2 separate regions of the Sus scrofa genome follow, and region 1 is linked to region 2. Evidence: chromatin contacts called from public promoter capture Hi-C data. All regions are on one chromosome and are shown on one strand. The core of a region is the stretch at or near the end of the contact, and the rest is flanking DNA. Distances in the headings are between cores, read along the strand shown.

Region 1 (5,776 bases), core at 609-3,108, 260 kb before region 2:
CAGATCACAGCTCCCACTGGACTCTATCCTTGAACACCTGGCCTGGGAATTTCCATCCACCATGGGAGACAGCAGGGAAAAAGTAAGAGAAAAAAGCTATATGACCAGTTATTTCTGTGCTACTAAGAATATAAACAAATTTCCAGCATCGATAGCTCATGCAATATACTCTGGGTAGATGGGGCAGAATTCCTTCACAACATGACAACAATAGCAACAATGACCACATGGGACTTCCAGGCCTGCAGCCTTGGATTCTGGATCAAGGGACTCTGACAGAGTCACAGCACCTCTCCAGGTTGGATCTTCTTATTTGCACAGCAATATGGCTGACAAACAGGTCTAGAATTCAAGGTAAAATGAAACAGTAAATAATTCTGCTGGAATTCAGGTGGCAAATAGCAAGGAGGAGGTGAGAAGATGCCTTTAATTAAAGGAGTAGCTAAAGTTTATTTTGTTGGAAATTTCTAGATGCTTCCAAAACAGTGCTGTCTAAATTTCCCTAAACCACTCCAAGCCATCTTTAAACTGTTTGCAGAATGGCCATTCCCAGGCAAAGTCGTTTCAAGCCAGTTCAGCTCCGCAACACAGATCTCTGCCTTTTCATATCAAAGGGGGCTTCCTGCTGAGTTTGTTTACACCATTAAATTTCCTCAAATGTAAAGCCGGGAAAATTTTTCCAGGTGTTCAAATTCCTAGAGGGTGGGGAGAGTGCCGAGCACTATATTAGATCAATACCACGCTAGAGTGAAACACAAAGAACCTTTTTCACGGTGTTGCCCCCTCTGGAGATCCCTCTTTCGGAGGCAGTCTTGGCAGGGCCCGCAAGGCTGCCTGTCACTCTCCTGTAATACCAACTGCCGGACCCACCAGGGCGGTCCCCGGAGTTGTGCTGCGGCAGCCTTGCAGGGCCGAACCCGGCCTGGATCCGACCTGCGGGCAAGGTGCAAGATGGCGGGATGGGGCGCACCTGCCCCGCTCACCTAGTACCTGGGTTCGTTGCTGGCCTCCTAGCGCAAGGGATCGGCAGGCTGCCTCCAGAAACCCAATTTAAATAAGGAAGGATTGAGATTCCTAGGAGAGCTCCGGGTTGATATCAGAGAGAGAGCCTGGGCTTCTCCCAGCCAGGTGAAAAGAGCTGGCAAGGTCACCCATTCAGTCACCAGGTGGTGCATTTAATTTAAAAGGAGTGTTAACCTTGTTTATACAAAATAACACCAATATGCAGAGAAGCAGTAAATCCATTGTCGTTAAACAGCGGGGAGCCGCTGGCGCTGGCAGCCTGCCCGCCGGCGACGTGAACTCGGCTGGCACCGGGCGGGGAGCGCGCCGGCCGGGGCCAGGCCTGCGATCCTGCTGGCCTCGCAAGAGAAGGCCAGAGCTGTGCCCTTTCCGCCCTCCAGATGACTCTTTGCATTCTTGTCAAATATATTTAGAACAAGAGGTGTCCACTTAAAGAGAAACATTTGTTAATCACTTAAATGCAGGCGTTTGGCAGCCCTCCAGTTTCACCTTTATAAATATGTAGGATCGGTTTCCAGCTAAGCAGGGAACTCCTGGGCAAGTTCTCATTTCTCTCCGCGTCCCCTCGAATTGACCTAAGGTGAATGTCCCTAGCACCTTATTAATTTTCTATCCCAGGGGGCTTTCCGGAGCCAGTACCAGCCTTCTATCTGCGCGTTGACGGAGATAAATAAATGATGCACGCTAGAAAGAGAAAGAGAGGGGTGTTTCTTTAAGCAAGGGACAGATTAAAGTGAAATTCCTGTTGACGGAGGCGCTGGTGTCGTCGACATCCTCCTTGTTTACCAGCAGCTGTCCCCGTTTAATGACACTCTGATAACTCACGGAGGCTGCCCTGCGGTAGGGGGTGAAGCAGATAAAGGGGCCTCTGTTTAAACAGTCCAGTCCTCGAGCCCGCTCCTCCTAACTTCCCTTCATTTAACGATCGGGGAAACTGTTCAGAAGAGGCAAACTCCGGGTGCAGACGTTTTTACTCTCCTGCTTTTGGAATCCGTAACCTAAAAACCGCGGCTGTCCTGGCCAGCCCTCTGCTGAGCTGATGGTTATTCCAGGAGTGGAAGCTGAGGAGGGGAGAGGCGGGGAGGTGGAAAGGCAGCTGATGGGCCAGGTGAGAAGGTCAGCGCTAGGTGTCTTGAAGAACTCTGCATTTTTCTTTCTTTTTTAAAAAACAGTGATGTTCCCTATCCCTCCACCCCTCCCCATACAAGTCTTCCTAAACGAACAAGTCAGGGACAAGGTTGCCGATTTACTGTTCTTTAAGGGCTGATTCAGCATTAGGAGTTAATCACATTAAAAAAAAATCACTTTTAATTCTTGGAACAGTCTCCATAAGATTGTAACGTTGCAGAGGACCTTGCGGGCATCCAAGCTAACATTCTGATCTTGCAGCTGAGAAAGCAGGTGCTGGGGAGGCTAAGGGGTTTGCCTAAAGTCACTCAGAAGTTCTACCGCAGAATGGAGGCTGAAACCCAGCTCCCAACCCATCATTCTTTTCAGACAGTGTAATATTATACAATATTATACATATTTTATAATATAGCTATATAATATATTTTATAACATATACACATCAGGTTAAGTAGAGGGAATTTAAAGAGATACACATGTATCTTTATTTAAATGTATATATTTTCAAAATTTCCTCTTTCTGTCCTGATGCAAACAGCAGCCATGGAATGTGTTTCGCCCTGAGGGGGAGCCAAAGCCCTTACCTGGCTCAGGTCCCAGCCTGGTCCATCCTTGGGCTTCTCTAAGACACACCTCTACCCTGCTTATTTCATGAATACAATCCATTTAAAGATCAACAGACCTGGGATCTCATAATCTCTTTCATGCTCTAACCAGTCAAGCACACATACCTCCAATAAAGCAAACACAGAGAAAAAATTCATTTCTGCTTTTAAAAAAAATGAAGATTATGTGAAACAAATGATCTTACGTCCATTCATTTCGATTTTGTCACCCATAGGATGTCCCATATCCAACTCCAGAAATTTTGAGACAAAAACATAAATACAAGGCAGGTAAAGTGTTTTGAGATATTTGGAAGAAAGATGTAAATGTTTTTGTCTATGTGGTCTCTTCAGGAAAATTCTTTACAGTATTTTTAAAGATAAGTACTATCCTGCAATACAGTGGCCTCCAATAACATGAGGTTCATCACTTATATTTTCAAACTATACTGACTCCTCAGTTTTGTCTTTATAGCAAGGTATGATAAAATTGTTTTTTTTTTCCTACAGAATTTAAAGTTAGCTTAATAATCTTTTTATGCCATTTCCTTAATGATCAGTCGTGTCCCCCTAAAGGCCTGTGTTAAAGTCCTAATGCCGAGTACCTCAGAAAGGGATCTTGCTTGGGACACGGTCTGTATTTATAGAGGTAATTAAGTTAAGATGAGATCATCAGAATGGGTCCTAACCCAGAATGACTGCTGTCCTTATACAAAAGGGAAACTTGGACACAGAGATGCATATAGAGGGAAGATGTGAAGAGACACAGAAATGTATTCCTGTGGCCAAGGTGACAGGCCTGGAACAGAACCAAAACTTCCAACACCTTGATTTTAGACTTTGGTCTCCAGAGTTGTGAGGCAACAAATTTTGGCTGTCTAAGCCACCCAGTCTTTGGTATCTTCTTACAGAGCTCTAGAAAATGAATAAACCAATCAATTGTAACCATCTCAACAACTTTAACTATCTTCTAGAATCAATATTTCAAAGAGTAAAAAATAAATTTAAGTGGCTTAAAATTATTTTTAAACTGTTATATGTAAATGGGAGTATTAACAGAACTAATACTTATTATACATCTACTACATCCGGGGTAGGGCTTGGGGATCTTGATGTATTTTTGTTCATTTTACATATATAACCATGAATACTTAGGAAATAAAATTTTATCTAATTCAACAGAAGTACATTTTGTGTAGTAAGAACATTTACAGTAAACATGAGTAATTTAGCTGAGTACTAATTAAGGGGATTGTACTTGCTTAGCATATTTCATTAAATTACATATCATAGAAGGTAGAATCTTCTCTACATTATGCTCAATGGTACTTATTGAATCCTCCCCCATCACTTCTCCCACATTTTTTGATGCGTAACATAATTGATTGTTGAAAAGTTTATAGTAGGTTTTGTCAAGAACCTAGTTATGAACAGAGATTATAAATAAGCACAGTCAGTCAAGAAGGTTTACCAAGTAAGTGCTCTGTATTAAGTCCTGGAAGGAGGAGAGGAAAATAGAAAGGCTATACCACCTATCTTTGGGTAACTAAGAGTCTAATTGATTAAAAAAGGCCACAGGTAAGTCAGGAAAGCAAATTAAGAGTTCCCTGGTGGCTTAGCGGGAAAAGGATCCTGTATTGTTGCTGTTGTGGCGCAGGTTCAATCCCTGGCCCAGAAATTTCCACATAGTGGTCATAGTCAAAAAGAAAAGAAAAGAAAGAAAGAAAATTCAAATTATACTTACAAATAATAGCTCATCAGTCTAAAACAAAACAAACTCAAATAGGGAACCGTAGATCCTATGTGCCTGCAATACTAGTTCCAGTTACACCTGCCAACTAAGCTTAATTGCTGAGAAGGCCATCTTTCGTTCCCCAAAATATCAGGATTTGATTGAAAAGTCTGCAGTCACCTTAACTCAGGGTTCTTCAACATGGGCTCTAAGAGCACTTAAAGTGAATAATTCTTTGTCATGGGGGCTGTCCTGTGCATCACAGGACATTTGGCAATACCTCTAGCCTCTACTCACTAGATGCCATTTGCAATGCCTTCACCCAGTTTGACAACCAAAAATGTCTCATTTAGACATGGCTAAATGGCTCTGGGAGTCAAAAGAACCCTCAGTTGAGAACCCATGTTCTAGCCCAAGATTCCATAAAGTTTAGGAGAGTTTATGTTATAAAAATGAGGATTAAACTAGGGAAAACTATCTTGCAAAAGTTAAATTTCAACATCCGTAGATAAGGAACCCAAATCAGTCAAAGAAGGAGGAGAACATTCTGCATATAAAAGGAGGAAAATGGAAAAGAACAAGTCGAAAATCAGAAATACAAAACAGGTAAAAATTGGAGAATTAAACAGGTTAATGCACCTGTTCACCAAGCTATAGTTATATCTATATGCCCCTCAAACATGTTCAAAAAAACAATAAGTTGTTAAAATTTCTTAATCTGTGGGGGTGGTCCACAGTCCTTGACATAGTCCCCAGCATTAGGATGGTTGTATTGCATGGCTTAGCTTCTTTAATATAAATAGAGAAGCAGAGGGGGTTAACTTATCCCCCAATCTTTTCTTGAGCAAAGATCAGTTGAGATCATGAAAATAAAATAATAGCAGTTGCTGTTCATTGGTGCCTTCTAGATCCCAGGCCTTTTCCAGATGTTATCTGGTTTAATCCCCTCTAGACCTTGGCAAGGGCAGCGTTAACCACTCTAGAGCTCAGTTTCCTAAACTGTAAAGTAAGGCTGTACCAAATATCGGGGCCATGACCTGAATCCAGGTCCTGCTACACCAAGCCCACGTGTGCTGATCTTGCCCCCACAGCCTGGTCCCACAAGACAGAAAACAGAGGAACTCAGCCACCCTAAGAGTGGATAAAATGATCAATTTTTGTACAGAGGCTCTAAAAAAATGGGGAAGGGTAATAAAATTTCATTTTTTGTCTTTTATTATTTTATTTTTGTTGTTGTTGGTCATGGGATGAATAAGTTCCCAGGCCACAGATCAAACCCATGCCACAA
Region 2 (5,814 bases), core at 1,949-4,448:
GCCCTGTGCGCCCCGCAAGCCCTTCCTGCTGCAGAGCGCTGCGCTCGCGCCCCCGCGGCCCAGGGACCACCTATCACAGCCCTGCGCCGCGACGCGGGGAGGCCCAGGTCCCTGCCCTGGGGGTCGTCGCCTTCGGGGTGGGATGCACTCTGCCCGCCCACACCTCAGAGGGCGGGGATGGGGGGAGTGGAGAAACCCAGAGCTGTGGTAGCGAAAGAGGAGCCACTGTCCTCGCTACCTTTACGCCGACCCTCGGTCTTTACCCCACTTCGGTGGCTGGTCCTCGACGCCCCTCGGGCCGGATGGCGTCGGGTGGGAACTTTCCTCGCCGAGAACTCCCGTTTCCTTAAAAGCGAAAAAACGCTTAGCTTGGAGGAGTTGGAAGGGGGCCTCCAACCCTGATCTTGGCTGCCAGAGGGCTGCAGCCTAGGCAGTGGCAGTGGCCGTGGCCGCTCCCCCCTGGCCCTCCTGGGCTCACACTTTTTCCTTATTTTCAGGGCTGGGCCCTGGACCCAGACATCAAGCAACGGGCCCCACACGGTATAAGGCACAGCATGGTCTTGCTCCCTCCTAAGGTGCCCCACCAATACGGGATGCTACCTCCTCCAGGTAGAAGGATGTGGGGGATACTAACCCCCTGAACTCCATCTCTCTCCGGCCGGGGGCGCGGGCCTGAAAGACTCCAATACTGATGCCCACCTGTTAGCGGGCCTGATCCCCTCTCACCTGAGGCCCAGGCTTCTCCAATTCCCCTGGGACCCAGGGAGAGAGGTGAACGACCTCTCTGGTCCTAGCAGCCCTCCCCAACGCTATGACACTCTCCTTTGTCCCACGCGTGATTTTCTAAACCGCCTTATCTACAGACTATATCTTTATACTAATGCATACTTAATTGGTCTGTCTTGACTGTCCATATAAAACAATTTAATTAGGGTGCTTTCTTGCTTTGGAGAGCAAAGAAAAAAATCTGCCCAGTGCTTATTGTATTTAGCACCAATACAGGCAGAAAATGTAGCACAAGTTTTTGGTTGAAAGAGCACCTCTGTGCCCATTGAAGGGCGTTGATCCGAAAAGACAGAAAGGACAAGTAAAATCGATTTGAAGCGACCCTCTCTGTCCCTTTCACACCATTCAGAAACTCCATTCCTTCTAAGACAAAGACCAGCGCCTTGGGAATTCTCAGGGGAAAAGAGGACTCCAGTCCCACAAGCCTAAGGCACTTTTAAAAAATCCTCGATATTGCACTTAAAACCTGCTCTTGGTTCCGTGTCCCCCGCATGCAGGTTTCACCAAAGGCACCCCCTCCGAAGCGTCAGTCAGTATGACTGACATCCCCCTTCTCTTCCTCTCCCTCGGCCTTCTGGCCTGACCAGACCAGCCTTTTAGGGTTAGTGCAGCCCTCACCTTTGACCCTCAAGATCGAAGTGGCTGCTACACTGCAGAGTGCAGAACTACAACGCAGGCCAAAGTTAAAACAAAACAAAACAGAAAAATATTTCTCTACTCCCAAAGCCAGGGAAATCAATTCTGGTTCAGCTGTCTGAGGCACCTTACCCAATAACACCTGCACCCTTAACTTTCCTTTTTTTTTTTTTTTTTTTTTTCTTCTTTTGCAATGAACTGCCCTAGCCACTCTAAAGGAGGGGACTTGGGTTGTCAGGGCTGCATTGCTGGGTTGTAGTGCCTTGTCCTCCATTAGGAACCTGAACGCCAGGTTATCCGATGGGCACCCTGGCTGGGGAAGGCGGTCATCGATCAGACCCGGCAGGAGAGGGAGGGAGAGGAGAAGAGAGGAGGGCCAGGAAGGGGAGGGGAGAGGCTGGGCTGTGCTCACCTTCACCTGCCCTGAGCCTGGCCCCCCTGTTCAGCCATCCCTCGACCTTCTGCTGGGGTTAAAAGGGGCGGGGGCGAAAGGGAGGGGGCACCCCCAGTTACACAAGTGGCCTCCTTCTATAAGAGAATGAGTTCATCACCTCCCCAGAGGAGCCTCACCATCCATCCACTCAGTGTAACTGATGAGACAAACCGCAAGGAAAAACTTCTGTAGCCCATATTTATGGTATTAATGAATAGTTAAAAAAGATTTACACTTCTTATGATCAATATTCTGAGTTATTTCCCTCAAAGTATATAATTACAGTGTCTTCAGAGTTTTCATCATTGTTTGAGGTGGCAAAACCATTTGTAATTTTCATTAGCCAGTAAACATGTAATTAACATTCAGCACTGTGTTTAACTTAATTCCTGTTTAAGACAAGGACAAGAAGCAGCCGAGGAGCGTTAGTTCCATTTGTCAAGTCTGACATACATCTTACCATAACAGTTTCCTAAAATAAAAGATCCGTGTTTCCCCATTATTCTTCTCTTAAAACAAAACAAAACAAAAAAAATCCATTAGTTAAAACTGTATTAAACTGCGAGGGGCAGAATAGTTTATTCTCAATTTTTGCTAGTTACTGTATTCCTGCTTCCATTCTTCATTTTGGGAGGTGGATGAAGAGAGAGGATAAAGTAAGCATTCATTATCTGAAGACATGGAATGGGGAACCCCTCCCCCCAAAAAGAAATAGGTTTCCTCTTCAGGAAAGTTCTAGAAGAGGGACTGGGAAAGGGGGGGCATGAATCTGTAGGGGAGAGGGAAAAATCATTTGGTGGTGAGGGGGTACCTGAGTTAAAAGTAGAAAATGAGGATTCCAATGGGTTCCTAGGAAAAATGTTGCCCTCCTGTTTCAAGTTCTATCTTTGATCCAGGGTGAGGGGAGCCTGCCTGCCAGTCTGTTAGGCTGCTGTTCCCCCCCCTCCTCTCCCACCTCTGTTTTTTTCCAACTTGCTTTAGGATTAGCCTCCATCCCTCTCGACCCCAAACAGTGGAATTTGGCTGTGCCTTGGGTCGTCTTTGCTCTGCAATATCGCCTATAGTTGTTGGCGGTTTTCTGCTGAGGCTGAGCGGTTTGCTCCAGCCTCCGACTAAACTCATTAAGTTGGGAGATTTTTTTCAATTGGACGGGTGTTTTTAAAGTCTCGTCTTTCCAGCCCCAAACAAGGTGTAACAACGCACTCTTCCTTCTAAGGAATGAGATGAGAGACAAGGATCACTCCAGACATCTCCTACCTACGGTTTGGGGTTTTTTTTCTTAAAGGCGAGGCTTGCATTCCTCAGCAGCTATGTACAAAGCTCCCTGAAACCTCGTCTCTCTAAAGTTACTGTGCTGGGCTTTCCAAGGCTGAGAGCGCCTAATACATGGGGAAGCACTTCCTTGAGGTGGAAGATCTCTCCCTTCACCTTTCCTCTTTTTCCCTGCAGGCTAGTGCCTACTTTTTATCAGTTTGCACAATCGCTTAGATAAACACCGAGGAGGAGATTCTCTTTAATTATCAAAGACACATCTTTTCAGGGGGCCAACAAAGCGTTTATTTCACCCGCCAAACTAAAGGAGAGTTATTCCAGTTTAGAAGGAAGATGCAAGCGGTTTGGGACCTTGAACAAGGCAAATATGGTTTTGGTATGTTTACTTACAGTATTTTTTTTCTCTCTCTCTCTCCTTTCTCACTTTTCTCCTTGTGCTGTGTGGGGTTGGGGATGACTTGGGGTTTTTCAAAAAATCGGATTGCTAACATGTATGAAATGCCTAGCATTGTGGTTTAAGGGGTTCGGGGAAGGGGGGGACAGTCAATTCAATGCATTGCCATATTTTATTACATGTGTGTGGTAGGAGAGTGGTGGAGGGGGGAAGAGGGGAAAAATACAATTGCAAAGCTGCCAAAATATGATTAAACCGAAGCGTAAAGACCGCCGTGCCTCCCATCTCCTCGTCCTGTCTCCTCAAACTCATTTCCTTCGATAGAGCAAACTAAAAAACAGTCCTATAAGCGTGTTTTTCCAAGCAATAGACGACTCGGTTTTCTATCAAAGGAGCTGCTAGGCTCGCACTAAGTGTCAGAATTTACTGTTCGATTTGCCTCTGCGCTGCATTTTGCAACCTTGTGCAACTGACATCCAGCCAGGCAGGGAGAGAGAAAAGCTCTGCCCGGCGCCCTCGGCCGCGGCTCGGGGGAGGCGAGCGCTCGGTTAAGCTAGGAGGAGAATCGCAACGAGAAGGGTACTCACCATCGGGCGGGGTGGTGGAGCTGGCGTGCGGATTTCAGGCAAACGTGTACCTTTTTGCTGTCTATTACAACCGCTTCGGGCTGACTTAAGCAATTCTGTGCTCTGTCCAGAACGTTCAAGGAACGGTTCCTCATTTTTAAAAAGCCAGCGAGAGAGACGACAGAGACAGAGAAAGAAAAAAAGAGAGGAGGGGGTGAGGGGGACGCACATAAACCCAGTTCAGGAAAAAAAAAAAAAAAAAATCATCACCTCTCCGCCAAGTGACTCGGGAAACGCAGAGGTGGCGAGATCCGAGTCCGGTCCAACCAAGCCAGGGCCAATTAATTTTAAATCCTGAAGAATTATTCAGATTAAAATGTACAGAAGTTTCATTCTGCTATGCCTACGTGAGCCCAAAGTCGTTTCCCTTTAAGAGCTCTTTTCTTTTAAAGTTGAATTTTAGGCAGCGAGGACTCTTACACTAGGGGGCAGACAGATACTGTACTTGCTCCAATCTTAAGCAATTTTTTCCCTCCCAGCATATGCTCTGATTTAGCACTGTAAATTTTTCAGAGGACCCAACTCTGACAGCCCCTGGTGATTTTCAAAGTACCACAAGCCAGTGGTTAAAAATTGCATTGACTTGGAAGTTCAGAGAGACACAATGGAAGCCCCTTTCCCTATTCACGGAGCTCCAGTGTGGTGGAAGAGAAAAACACACACGGACTAGATTGAGGGGAAGGAGGGATTCAATGAATCCTGGTGGACAGAACTGGTTTCTACTGAGTTCAGAGTTAAACTCACCATTTTCTGGGGTATGCATTCATATTGTGATTTAATTTGTGGAGAATTACAGCCATCAGGCCACTTTCTGCAAGAAAATCATATTCCTGGGTGGGTTTTTTTTTTCCCCCACAGTAAGGCAAATGTTTTTCCAACTTTCTCCAGCCAAATTAAAGCTTGCCATTCTTCTCATTAAAATAAATTTACATCTGCTATAAAAGACGGGGCTGGATTTTTTCTAAACTATAAGAACATATTGATATTTATCTTTTAGCCTTAGAGCTGTTTTATTCAAGAGAAATGAGCATTTCTTAAGAAGACATTTTCAAATAGTTTACCTTTCTTTTTTCTTCTTGTATACAGTAAAATTAACTACAAATGAGATGGTTATCTTTGTTTTGTTTTTTGGCTTTTTAATTGTTCCGCCATAACTGAATGAGTCCTAAAACACTGAGTAAAACACCTCTGACTTCATGGCAGCCCTGTAGTTTGTGCCTATCAGCTCCAGATCTGTAGGAGATGGTTGGGAAATCCTTCACTTTAAATCTGAGGCCATCAGAGCGTACTTCAAATACCAAAAAAATCTCTAAGTGGACCAAGGAAGCTCTTCCTCCTCCAAATTTCCCAACTCCATGTTTGTAAAAGATGATTTTGCCATGAAAGTGTCTGCACTCAAGCAGCAAGTTTAGGATTTCCCTATAGTCAATTATTCTTATCTTCTATGAAATTGAGATGAGGATACCCATTAGATTTCCTATCTCAACCCCAGCCCTACCACATCTCTCCTGAGTTTGCCCCTCATCTAACATTCGTATCATTAGGCAATTCCTCAAATTATAGAGATTGAAAAGAAAAGGGGGAAAAAAACCCTTCTCTGAAATGATTTCTTTTCCATCTTTCTCTTCCTCTTTAGGAGAAAGTTATATTGTGTCTCTAATCAACCT

What was found. Promoter capture Hi-C pulls out the DNA fragments that hold promoters and counts their contacts.
Region 1: a contact with region 2 is called in a promoter capture Hi-C map of liver, with 6 times the contacts expected there. The contact joins the enhancer-like site here to the promoter of NR2F2 in region 2. A contact is called at or near these places in 1 of 5 promoter capture datasets (liver), 10 of 47 Hi-C or Micro-C datasets (embryonic fibroblasts, fetal liver, heart right ventricle and 2 more) and 1 of 2 datasets of contacts at active chromatin or transcription factors (skeletal muscle).

What each region holds. Positions count from the first base shown.
Region 1 is chr7:83,349,668-83,355,443 of Sscrofa11.1, reverse strand. No RefSeq gene overlaps it. Among named protein-coding and RNA genes, the nearest start is that of NR2F2, 260 kb to the right of the region's middle. Within about 2 kb of position 1,858, at least 29 of the 83 cell types and tissues checked have an H3K27ac peak or open chromatin away from gene starts, as enhancers often do. A contact at or near this core is called in fetal liver, liver and skeletal muscle, where this site is marked.
Region 2 is chr7:83,087,634-83,093,447 of Sscrofa11.1, reverse strand. NR2F2 (nuclear receptor subfamily 2 group F member 2) reads left to right here and starts at 3,198. Exons shown (of 3, transcript NM_001190253.1): 1 at 3,198-3,503. The coding sequence starts at 3,461. LOC102160410 (atherin-like) reads right to left here. Exons shown (of 4, transcript XM_021099351.1): 1 at 4,109-5,814.